Linked DNA regions of Danio rerio: region 2 is linked to region 1. A link is a contact called in public HiChIP or PLAC-seq data. All regions are on one chromosome and are shown on one strand. The core of a region is the stretch at or near the end of the contact, and the rest is flanking DNA. Distances in the headings are between cores, read along the strand shown. Region 1 holds the start of sox4a (SRY-box transcription factor 4a). Region 2 overlaps LOC141379118 (a long non-coding RNA gene).

Region 1 (6,611 bases), core at 2,032-4,531:
ATAGTCTTGCAACGTAAGACGTTCAGTTCCAGCTGATTTTATTTCCTTCTTGGAAAAAGACAAAGTTCTGTACAGAGGTCTGACAGGCAGTGACTTGACACAATTGGCTGGCTTTTTGAGTTCACTACTCAAATGTTGAGATATGGTATGGCAAGACAAAACAATATTGTACACAGCATATTGCACAAAATGAAACAATAAAACATATCTATATATTCCAAAAGTCATGAACAACACTCTTAAACATAGGGATGTATAAAGATATATGTTCTCGCTCCTGTCATGATATATCATTGTCAGACATAAACACGCAATCTTTTACTTATTTTACAGTCATTGTACATAGAAATCTTCATGTTGATCCTCTGCCTTAAACACAACTGCTCTACATAAACCTGAATTGAGAAATACAAAATGCTATTCGCCATGCCATAATATACTAAAACAATTAGCTACATTTAGCCAACAAGTAGAAAAGATTAAATATCCTTGTACAATTATGGAGTGAAGATGTACTTCATTGTTCATGAATTATAGGCATTTCGACCGTATCTGTAATTCCATCCAGTGGTTCAAACCGAAACGTGTCACTAGAAAAAGCACAAAGAAGTCGGTATTCAAAAGGTACAGTATCCCCAATAAATCGCAGCCTTCGCTGCTGCAGCTACATAAAACACCTCACTCAGCGCGCGCATCGTAGGCTAATGACGATTGGTCGTTGAAATGCAGATACTGTCTCTTTAAGAAGCCTGTGGATTGACACTGTAAACATGTTTAGGGGGCAGATTTTGGAGACAACCCAACCCCCTGCTTTTAAAAATCGGAAATCCAAACAGCGATATTCACCGATTGACACCCCCTCGATAGATTTTGTACAAAAATACACTCAGAAAATAATGAAACATTTAATCTCCGTTCCATGTGAGAGGTCATCAATTAAATAATACGAAACAAGTCTAGCCCTTCCGCGAGACAGACGGACATGTGCATGTGTAGTAGCCTATACACACAACAGACTGACTAGAACACAACGGACTGAGGGGAGTTAGAGGAGCAATGTTTGGCCGTTATAAATACATCGAGAGTATAAAAATGCCAGCGCAGAAAAGTTACTCGAGGATGAAAAAGTAAAAAGCAGACAGAGAGAGAGAGAGATAGAGAGAGAGAGAATAAACGCTCCTCTGATGAATTTTGGTCCTGATTTGTAGTGTAAAAGAGTCGAATCATCTGAGTTGCGTCTGAATCCTGATGTCATGACGACAGAAAAGCTGGTGATTGTGTTTGTTTTTGCGTCTGCCATTCGGTTTCAAAGAATCAATCAACATCAGTTACGCTTCTCGACAGCCTTTCGTAGTTAAATCGTAATGAAAGCATGCGACTCTGGTCTAACAAACGATTCTGGTAAACAATCTCAAGCGCGAGCAAATGAATCGCTCGCATGCTCTCCGCTCAGTACCTCCAGCACAACAAGCATTCAGACCAGACTTTTTTTTCTCTTTAAAAACGTCCCTTTTTAAGTCGAAGAGGGCGCACAACGTCAACTCGCCACCGCGCAATGCCTTCCTCTGCGTCCAAAGCGCGCCTCCCTCCAGCACCAAACGAGCAAGCTAAGCACTTTCATCTGCACTCTTGTCAGTGGATAATGAAAACCCACAGTATCTGATGCATGATAAACACGAGGAATCATGTCGTTGACTCGTCGTCTGACTCGTCTCGGAGGAGTTTGCAGCCCTCCAGTCATTTTGAGTGTTTTTTTTTTCTCTCAAAGCTGTCCTTTCATAACTAGCGCTCAATAAGTGAACACCAAGTTAGATATCGTGGATTCGAGCCAGTCCCCTGATATCATCAACTCGCTCACCTCTGGTGTGCAGTAGTCGGGGAACTCAAAGTGCGAGCCGGAGCCCGACTCAAAGTTGAACTCCAAATCTCTGTCCAGAGGCGCTGTGCCAAAGGTGCTGAAGCTGTCAAAGCCAGGGCTGGGGTCCGCCAGCTCGTCCTCGAACTCCTCATCCGAGGAGGATGACTGCGAGGAGTACGAGTGCGAGGCGGAGGGCGTCGGAGACGGCGCGCGGGTGTACTTGAAGCGCGCGGCAGGCTCCGCGTCTTCCTTTCCGCTCGCGAGCCCGTCCTCGTACAAGCTCAGCGGGTCGCTGGATTCCGCCGAGCTGCTCAGGGTGGGACTGGCCGGCACCGCGACAGAGGGCGGGCTGCTGTCTGTGCTGCATCCCCCGTACACATGCCCGCGCTTTGCTGGTTTCTCTGGGATTTGTTTGGCGGCGGACACGGACCTGGATTTGTAGAGTGCGTGGTGGTCTGCAGGGACGGAGTGTGAGGTCAGCTCGAGCGTTGTGGACTTTCTGTGCGTCCTGCTGAGAGTTTTCGAGCTCTTTTTGGATGCAGACTTGGCGCCGGGGCTAGCGCTCACGCGCTCCGCCTTCTCTCCAGTCTTTCCGCTGGATGACTTCACCTTCTTCCGAGGTCGATATTTGTAGTCTGGATAGTCTGCCATGTGCTTGAGCCGCAGGCGCTCGGCCTCGCGGATGAAGGGGATCTTGTCGCTGTCTTTTAAAAGTTTCCAGCGCTTGCCGAGTCTCTTGGAGATCTCCGCGTTGTGCATGTCCGGCGACTGCTCCATAATCTTGCGCCTCTCAATCTGCGACCAGACCATGAATGCGTTCATTGGCCTCTTGATGTGTCCCGATGGGGTTTTGCACCAGGCAATGTCCATTTTATCACCGGCTGAATTTGGAGAGCCTGGAGTCGGAGAGGCGTCCATGTCTAAGTCCATCTCCCCAGAATCAATGGAGTCGCCGGGGAGCACGTCGCTACTGCTGCTGCTGCTGGTGTGCGTCTGCTCCACCATAGCCAGGTCTGTGCCCATGCACTACAACAGTCTCAACTTTTAATTGCGCACAAAAATCCTACACGTGCTGCAGCGCTAGACGCGTTGAAAGCGCTAAGAGTCTTTCTTCTTCACTCTTGTATAAAATATGCTTTGGTCAATGTGGAAACAAAGTTGCTGCTTCTGCTGTCTTTTGGTTCAGCGCGCCATCCGCAAAGCGCATATCCCAGTCAGGAGCTCTGTCAATCCTGGCAATCTCGTCAAAATCAACAGTCTGTCGTTCAACTGCCGGTTCGACTGAAAACGAACCCAGAGTGCGCTCTGGACGCAAAGTATCTGAAGCCGTTTAATGGAAACGGACAAGTGTCTTCAGCATAGTTTGTCGTATGACCATGCGGTAGGTTTAGACGACTGCACTTTTTCATGCTCTGAGCTTCCGATCACCCTTCACAACTTTCAATACTTCTGCTAAACCGCCTCACAAGGATTTATTCTCTTCCGAAGGTATAAAGGAAAGAGAATCCAGCCAATCAGCTGCTGTCACTAGCCTATCCTCAGCCAAAGCCGCGCCCCGTCGCTTTCCATTGGCTGAATATAGTATCTAATAATAATCGGCGCGTGCAATGAGAAGCTTTCTGTCTGACCTCATTCCATCTACACTGCAAACTTAGTTTTAAAGGCACATTATGCGGCCCCCCTTTCCTAGATCGCACGCTGAATTTGGCAAGGGTGTCTAAGTTCGGATAAGCAATTCTGATGTTTGATTGTGAGTGATTAAAACAGTGTTATTAAACTCGGCTTTTCACAATCAAGTGTTTACTTAGTCTCACTGCTGATGTAACAAAAATCACAGAGAGGCTTAAAATACTAGGCATTTACAATATTACGTTGCAAAATTAATAAATTGTAGTTTTTAAAACACACAATGTCTTACAAAGTAATATTCACAAAGCCGCGCGTTTTATTTATTTACACACAGAGACAGACAGTGCGCGCACATGCCACGCGCTTCTTCATTCAAAGGCAGCATGTTCTTGTTTATGTTAGTGTCACGCGCACTGGTTGCAAATAATACAAAATAATACATAGGTTTCCAGCAGTGTACGTTTCTTAAACAGCCGATTTAGAGTAGCACATCCTTCCAAACTGTGTATTTCTAGCTCCTAGAATGAAGCTGATTTCTGAATGCTCTCACACAGCAGACAGTCAAATGAAAGAGATGAGGAAACAGCATTTGGCATCATGACTGTTCAAAACGGCTCTCGTTTATGCCTCTAGATGGCGCAGTAGAGCCAAAGTCGAGCTCAAAGCATCAGTTGTTGTTCCACACTGAAAGTGTCTGCCTCGAATAACTGTTTAACTTGATAAAAACAGATCTGAATATGCATTACGTAATCAAGTCATCTATCATGAATAGAAAATAACAACAAAAGCAGTCCATTCTCACATTATTGTGAGATAAAGCCATGCATCTTCACTATCTCCTCTAAGCAGACAGTCATTTCCTAAACCTTCAGTCAATATAACTGAAATCAATAGTTTAATGACCTCATAGCTGAACTATTCAGAGTTTTAAAGAATTGTTAACCATTTACCACACTAAAAGTGCACCGAGTGCGTGACATTTGCTGAGGCGATTATGTGGCCGTATGATTTTGAATACAGTAATCAAACACCTTTGACTGTTTAAACAGGTGTGCTGGGAGAGAATGCACATGAGCTTACCTTATCGTGTCTCATCACAGGGACAGATGGCCAGCCTGCTACACTTACGATTATTTACTTTAGCAGTTACACCTCAGGAACACACCAGGCCACACGACCATTATTTTCTCCAGGTGAGTCAAAGGTTGGAGCTGTTGCCTGTTCTTGCCACATCTGTAAAATTAGGTGTCTGTCTCACAATGTTAACATTTGCTTCTATTTGCCTATAATCCAGACAATCAAAGCAGGTTCTTTATGTTAATTGCTCAATTTTAGTCAGTTTGGGGGATGATTTAGACTATTGAAAAGAATTTTTTTTAAATATAAGTTTATTTTATTAAAACGTATCTATTTGTATCTTATACGGATATTATTTATATATTTTGTATATATACTGTATAGACAGAATTATTAGCCCCCTTTTTATTTTTTCCTTTTTAAATATTTCCCAAATGATGTTTAACAGAACAGGGAAATTTTCACAGTAAGTCTGATTGTTTTTTTTTTTTTGTTTTTTTTGTTTGTTTGTTTTTTTCTTTTAGAGAAAGTCTTATTTGTTTTATTTCGGCTAGAATAGAAGCAGTTTTTTTATTTTTTTAAAGCAATATTAGGGACAATTATTAGCCCCTTTCAGCAATTTTTTTGACAGTCTATAGAACAAACCATCATTATACAATAGCTTGCCTAATTATTCTAACCTGCCTAGTTAACCTAATTTACCTAGTTAAGCCTTTAAATGTCACTTTAAGCTGTATAGAAGTGTCTTGAAAAATATCTAGTATTATAATTCTGGCCTCAAATATATATATATATATATATATATATATATATATATATATATATATATATATATATATACAGTTGAAGTCAGAATTATTAGCCCCCCTGAATTATTAGACCGCTTGTTTATTTTTTCCCCAATTTCTGTTTAATGGAGATAAGATTTTTTTCAAAACATTTCTAAACATAATAGTTTTAATACCTCATTTCTAATAACTGATTTATTTTATCTTTGTCATGATGACAGTAAATAATATTTGACTAGATATTTTTCAAGACACTTCTATACAGCTTAAAGTGACATTTAAAGGCTTAACTAGGTTAATTAGGGTAACTAGGCAGGTTAAGGTAATTAGGCAAGTTATATATAATGATGGTTTGTTCTGTAGATTATTGGGGAAAAAATATAGCTTAAAGGGGCTAATAATTTTGTCCATAAAATGGTGTTTTAAAAATTAATAGCGGCTTTTATTCTAGCTGAAATTAAACAAATAAGACTTTTTCCAGAAGAAAAAATATTATCAGACACACAGTGAAAATGTCCTTGCTCTGTTACACATAATTTGGAAAATATAAAACAAAAAAGAAAAAAATTTGAAGGGGGCTAATAATTCTGACTTCAACTGTATATATATATATATATATATATATATATATATATATATATATATATATATATATATATATATATATATATATATGTATATATATGTGTGTGTGTGTGTGTGTGTGTGTGTGTGTGTGGTGTGTGTGTGTGAGTGCGTATGTGTGTGTGTGTGTGTTTGTGTGTGTGTGTGTGTGTGTGTGTGTGTGTGTATACAATGTATATATAAATATATTTAAAAGCAGTCCTTCAAAATTTAATTTAGAAATATCCACTAAAGTTGTGCTTTCATAAACCAATTGCATTTTTTTTCTTTATTCTGGAGCTTTTTACAGGAGAGTTTGTTTTATTTTAATGAGATTTGAGGAGTGATAAACATATATATCCTCAAAGTCCCCTGTGTAAACACCTTGGTTCCATTAAGTATTCTTAACTTCTAAGTGTTTACATAAAAAAATATATAAATACAATGTACTCAATGTGTTCTTAATGTCTTATAGATCACTTCTGCTATGAAGGTGAGGTATGGGTATGATTAGAGAAAGGTTTGGAGGTTTTGGGTAGGTTTAAAGGTTGGTTAAGGTGTAAAGCATGGTCAATGTGTTATTAGATGGAATTCCAGAAATTAATTATAGATCTAATTACATGTACTAATTACATGTATTGAATCAAGCATAAGTA
Region 2 (6,705 bases), core at 3,144-5,643, 320 kb after region 1:
AATTCCCTTTGAAATGGTATATATATATGTCATTTGTTTGAAGTTTAAGTTTCCATTTGTGAAGATGAGTCTGTATTGGATGTTGCCAAGCTCATCTCATCTATACTTAACACCCTTTCTGACCCTGGGCATGGTCTAAGAAGGTTGAATGGGCTTTTAGGTCAATGAGAATCTGTGAGGGGAAAACCTAAGATGACTGAACACAAACACGTTTGAAGTGAAGTGTCACTGGCAGCGACTCTCTCGGGCCCAACGGTGTGATTCGTTCCTTGATAAATATTTCAGTTCAACGACTTTCTTCACTTACGGTCAAATGTAAACACACTAATCCAACCTACGTCGACCAAAGAGCATCAGATGGGCTCTGCGCTCAACACGGACCACCTCAGGCGCTCGAAACATCCTTTGATTACACTTCCACACTTCTCCAGTCCATTCCACACCTCGGCACTGTTCCTAACCCCACAGGTGAGAGTTACCCGACTAAATGGGATTTCATTCAATGCCCCTTTTGGATGTTACCATGGAAACACCGACAATAACAGCATGCAGAGTTGCATGTGGCTTTGTATATGCTGGTTGTCGCCGAGGCATCATGGTAGAGAAAAACAGGAGGCTATTGTGCGCAGCCCTAGGGAGTGGCATTGACATTTGCTTTTGCAGGATGCACTCTCAGCTCTATTATAACAAGATCCATGGCAGAGTGCCTCAACACAATACCAGCCTCCTTCTATTGAAGACTTGTTGTCCAGGAGTGATTCATCACCAAAGCTGTGGGGACTCACTAGGCGCAAGGTGGACAAAGCTAAGCAGGACACGGCCATGGAAAAAAAAAGGTAGGAAAACGAGGATTCCTAAAGAGAACGTAATTGGAATGTCTCGCTGATGTAAATACACAGCCGGCCTAGATCACCTACCAACGGATGTGTTGGCTGCATGCCGTAGGGTAATTTCCATGTGTGTGAGTGTGTGTGCCTTCACAGATGCATCATTACAGTCGGGGTCACTGCAGAGCGAAGCAGGGGGACTCCTTTTAACAGACAGACAGCCACTGCTCAGGAACACCACCTTCATCCACCTCAAACTGGAAGACCTCATCGCTGCCTGCTGCCCAGACTAACAAGCTACAGTGTGCTGGAATATAAACAGGAAAAGGAGAAAAATTCAGGCAAGGGAACAAAAGTGTCAAACTGGGACAGTATTGACTGAAACTCGGAAATCTAAAATCTATGTACTGTACAACTGCAAGTGGAAGGAGCGACAGTACCGTAGTATCATAAGCACATGTGCCTAATGTTAGAAAAAAAAATTAAATAGGAAATAGTAGGTTGATCTCTAATTTTGATCTCCATTCATATAGACCTTTTTCTTAGAATGCAAAATTACCTATTATGCTTTGCGTGTATGCGTAATGAGGATGCCAAGAACTTCTGATCGGCAGCTTGATGCATATAAATCATAGGTCTCAAAGCAATTCCTGGAAGGCTGCAGCTCTGCAGTTTTGCTCAAACCCTAATCAAACACAGCTGATTTAGTAGTCTTTCGTAGACTTGACCATCTTGATTGGTTGGATCAGCTGTGCTCAATTAGGGTTGGAGCAAAACTGCAGAGCTGCGACCTTCCAGAAATACATTTTGAGACCTGTGGTATAAACAGTCACGTTTGGACAGCTTCAAAAGGATAGTTTTGATCTATTTACTTGTTTTTAACATCTTTGAACAAAATTGCTGTCGATTAGCACCGCCTCCTGGACTTGTGATAAATGTGATCTAATATGAATGAAAAACATTATTTTGCGAGCAACGTTGTCGCTAAAGCAATGGTTTGGTGTTTTTTTTTCAAATATATACCCAGCCCAAACTAAATGTAAGACACCAAAATGTTTGACACAATAAGGCTGTGCGATTTGGTAAAAATATCTAATTGCGATTTATTTTTATTTTTTTATTTTTTGACGGATATTGCGATTTAATTTTGTAGTCAAGCTTCAGCTCAATAATCTGTATCGTAGCTTCGTACTGCTAAAATGCAGTGAGTATTAGTTACAAAAAACTGAAAAGATATTAACTAACTTAAACATTTATTCAAATGTATTTTAAAATATTCAGAAATGAAACAACTTTTTCTCTGAAGCAAACAGTAAACACAAATAAAATTTTAATTATTATATTAAAATTATCTACTTTAAACATGTCAAATTTAAATTAGGGAAATAGTGTAGCTTATTATTATAAAAAATTTAAATAATTATAATTATAAAAATACAGAACACTGAAACTAACATGTATATTGTATAACTAACATCATTTTGTACTTTGCTGTTGCTTGCTACAAGATAAGGCAAAATTTACTGGCGATACTTTCAGTTGACTTTTTAGCAAGACAATCATCACTCAATTTTGCCCACTTATGGCTAGTAAGACTATAAAACAGTGAATGAGGAGAAGGTTTTTCTCTTGCACTTGAACCACATCTGACAGAAGTATAACGGCTTTAACACACACCTTTCAAAATCAAAAGTTGTGGATCACAAAAACACTCTGTAAGCCACTCAAAATGGTATTGACAACTATTTTCTGATTATAATTTACTGGCTGTAAATGCTGTAAATGGAAGTTTTAAGCATCCATACCAAAAGACGATGTTTGCTATGGTGCTCTCCATGCAGCAACGAAGAAAAAGGTCTATACAGGAAATACTCATGTTTAATTACATTATGCCATTCTCTATGCCTCATGGGTGGAGCTAAAGGCAAATTGCCATACTTTGCTCACTGATTGGTCTGATTTTACCAATTACCAATTAATTTGATAACTTGATTGAAGAGAAGGCCAATTCAATAAGGAATACAGTTGACAGTGATGACTATTAAATGGCGTATTTTGAGCATCCAAAAATTTGTCATATTGTTAATTTAACCAAATTACAAGACTTTTTTCTGGAAAGAAAACCAATACGGAACTTTTTTCAGCCATTAATTTATGTAAGTATTAAATAACAGTTTACCATCTAACTAGATACTAAGATATTAGTAGCAGTAAACATTATTAATCTCACTACCGTCCAATGAGGAAATTTTAAGAGGAAACTCAACACGTGGTAAATTTCTATATAAAAAAAATACATACATTTTGTTTTATTATTATTTAAAACTAAATGAAGATTGGTAAAAGTGCATTAGATGCTTAAAAACTGGCTTGCAGTGAATAAAGTGCTATAGTCAAAGAAGAACTAGATTATAAATGATGATATCATCAGATGTATATGAACCACCTGTAGCACCTGATAACAAATGATAACATAAATCCATATTAGTTTGTCATCAGAAAGCATGTGCAGTCATGAATAATTAAGCAGGGTCTTCTTATAGGATAAGAAAACTCCACTATGAATACTAATGAGAAACCGATGCATCATCACTAGCAGATGTGTGCAGATGTGTGCTACGTTATCGATTTTGATCTCGCCCCAATAAGGATTTTAAACCCAAAAGATAAAATTAGCTAACAAAAGCTCAAAATTATCCAGTTTTCCCAACAATTAAAGCTGACAGGCGCTAACATTGTCTTAACCTGTGCCCAACACACACAAATCTGTTAAAATCTCAAAAAAGTACTCCAGGGTGACTTGAACCTTTAATCTAAATGCAATCTCCCATTTTTTCAATAAGAATTCTGATAAATATGGTTGATTATTTTTTAATTAGTTCAATTAGTTCAACAAGTTGATGCTCACAAAAGGTGATATTAATACATAAATATGTATAAATAAATATATAAATGATAAAATTATAAATAAATTATGTAAATAAATATTATTTTAATGTTTACAATAAAATAACAATAAAAATAAGAAAAAAAATACTTTTTATTTCCAGAGTCTGGCATTAGATTGCTAAAATAAATCGGATTCTATAATTTGTGGCCAATATTCAATATAAATAGCATTCATCCCTACTACTCAGAGCTCCTTAGCAACCACATAGAAACAAGCTGGCAAACCTCCACAACAGCACTGCAATATAAAAGCAAGTTTTGAACATTTTCTGAAAAAAGCTATTATTATTTACTGTTGTTATTATTACAAAAACAATTCAGATCATACAAAATAAATTATGTTGTTAAGTAATTACTAAATTAGAGACATACAAAATCTTTAATGACCTAATCTGACAGCATGCTTTTGTTTGAAATGAGATGAAAAGAAACGAACATTCAATATCCGAAATGGTGTTTCTAGGTTTATTTGAATACCTGAAAGACTTTAAATAAAAAAATAGTAATTGATACTCAGCTGACCTACACTGAAACACATATAACATGCGGCACAAATCTCCAGACTCTTCACAGTTGGTTTAGGCCAGTATCCAGACTGCATTCACCAGACCTGTCACTCCCAGCATTCCACACTGCTGCCATGACTACCAGTTGTAAATGGGCATTGCCGTGTGACCCTCTCCTGTCAGGGGTCAGTCTCACTGCAGATCATAAGTAAAAATGGAAAATTGAGCCATGGACTGACATGCTGGAGAAGGACACATTGAGAGAGAGAGAGAGAGAGATTGAGAGTGGTGGAGTCTGCCCGCCTACTGACCGTTCATCGACTGTCTGAGACATATTGCACACAAAAATGGCAATCTCTGTCTCAAAATAGCATGATACAATCTGATTGGCTGGTTTTGTGTATTCAGGATGTGCAGGTATTAAATCAATGGATTTGCCAATGTTTTAGTTGATACTTTAAAGATAAATTAAAGTTTTTTATGAATGTGTTTTAAAATATTTTTGCTGTTTTAGAGTACAAATATCTCATCATTTTGAAATTATATGTATTTACCAAATAATGAATTTACCAATAGTAAAAGATTTGAAATTATATTTTTCAAGGAGTTTATTCTTAAAATAAGATCTTGCAATGGGTTATGAAGAAAAAACTCAACTCAAAATAGTGCTTCCCATAGGATTGAAATAGACTTGCAGTGGTAGCAGGATTGAAACCCACCATTTACCCACATCACATAAATAGTTAACTTTATGCGATAAACAAAACTATTATATTTTTAACAATAATTTGATTCATTATTAATTTCAAGTTCAAAGCAAACAAGAATGCAAAAGCATTTTAGATATAAAATAGCCTATGTAATATAGCCTGACATCATAAACTTAATAAAATATACGGCAAATGAGAAGAATTACAGTCAAAATCTTTAAAAATTATAATAATTACAAGGTTAAAATGTGTAGATAAAATAAGTTAAGGCAAATGCGTTGATGAACGATTACTAATGGTGTCCATATATTTTGCAGCCAGTTTAGACCAGTTATTCCCTCCTCTCCGAGTATATGGTAAAGTTTTTCTGAGCCAATTAAATTCAAGAATGATTTATTGAATGTTTCTCTCACGACTGTGTGTGTGCAGTCAGCTGCAAAGCCAAGCGAAAGTAGGCTTAAGTAAAAAGATAATGCAAAAACGCATATGAATAAGAAACAACAGCTTTAAAAAGCAAAAGTTGAATCCTGGATATTTTAGAAAATTTTGAAACCCACCGGGACACATTTTTTAAGTGACAAAAAGGTTATATTAGATTACAATATAGTGTGAAAGGATGACAGTATTAGCAAAAAAAAAAAAAAAAAAGTGTCACGAAATATACTTGGACGGCGTAACCTAGTGAAGTCTATGTAGGGAAAGCACTGCAAAATGAAACCAATATTTCTTACCCCATGGCAGATCTTTGTTATTGCTCTAAACATGAAGTCATTTTATTTTATGACAATTAAAAATATATACATTATTTTACTAGCATTCTTTGTTATTGAATTTTTAAAGCACTTTGTATACAAAAATAACTGTATTAGTTGCAACTGTTATATTTTGTATCACATTACATTTATATTGCATTATTAAAAGCTTTGATCATCCAATAATGTAATTTCTGCATATAACTAAAAAAGTGTGTTAATAAGCTGTTTAACAAAGCTATTATTCTGCAATTGATGACTTTGCTCTTCTGTGACATTATCTTACATTTGCAATGTTAACTGTGGTGTTAAAATATTATTAAAATATAGATTATTTTTAAAACTGCATCAAAAGTTCACCTTTCTGTAAGTTTAAGTTTAAAGTCCCCATGAACCAGAAGCTGCGGCCATAATTTTTTGTATTGTGATGCAGTTCCTAGAAAAATGGAATATTAAATGACACAACAGTGAGCATGGCTTGTTTTTTTCTACTACAAGCTGAATGGATGTAGTAAAGCAGACACTTGATTCAGAATAGTTGGAAAAGGTTTGGGGAGAGTTATTACAACCTAACTGACTTCTCCTTTTCACCATTTATGTTGTCAAAACTGAAAAAGTTCCAATTCCTAAAATATATGTAATCTGGCAAATTAACTGAAAAAAACAGGAAGTGCTTTTACAGTTTTCAATTAAAGATTAGAAGAACAGTTTATTTATTTTTTATTTTTTGGATGACATTCACATATTAATTGTTAACCACAAAACTATGTGAGCTAACAAAATCATATGGTTAGTTTTGATTTCTTAGGGAGTTTAAATGTATTTATTTTTCATAACAAGGGACAGTGTACATTAATCAACATTCCCCAAGAACGAAAATGTACCCAAATTAGCCCAAAGACTAGTTTTTACTGGTGATGTTAAAGGCCATTCATTCATTTATTTTCCTTCAGCTTAGTCC

The links. HiChIP or PLAC-seq counts read pairs in DNA pulled down with a chosen protein or histone mark.
Region 2: a contact with region 1 is called in an H3K4me3 HiChIP or PLAC-seq map of embryo, with 7 times the contacts expected there. The contact joins the enhancer-like site here to the promoter of sox4a in region 1. A contact is called at or near these places in 5 of 18 Hi-C or Micro-C datasets (caudal fin, embryo and hematopoietic stem cells) and 2 of 4 datasets of contacts at active chromatin or transcription factors (caudal fin and embryo).

What each region holds. Positions count from the first base shown.
Region 1 is chr19:31,208,067-31,214,677 of GRCz12tu, forward strand. It overlaps sox4a (SRY-box transcription factor 4a), which reads right to left and starts at 3,282. Exons shown (of 1, transcript NM_213122.2): 1 at 22-3,282. The coding sequence starts at 2,881. The coding sequence ends at 1,790.
Region 2 is chr19:31,529,423-31,536,127 of GRCz12tu, forward strand. LOC141379118 (a long non-coding RNA gene) reads right to left here. Exons shown (of 3, transcript XR_012395110.1): 3 at 1-1,134. Among named protein-coding and RNA genes, the nearest start is that of e2f3, 230 kb to the right of the region's middle. Within about 2 kb of position 4,394, at least 8 of the 62 cell types and tissues checked have an H3K27ac peak or open chromatin away from gene starts, as enhancers often do.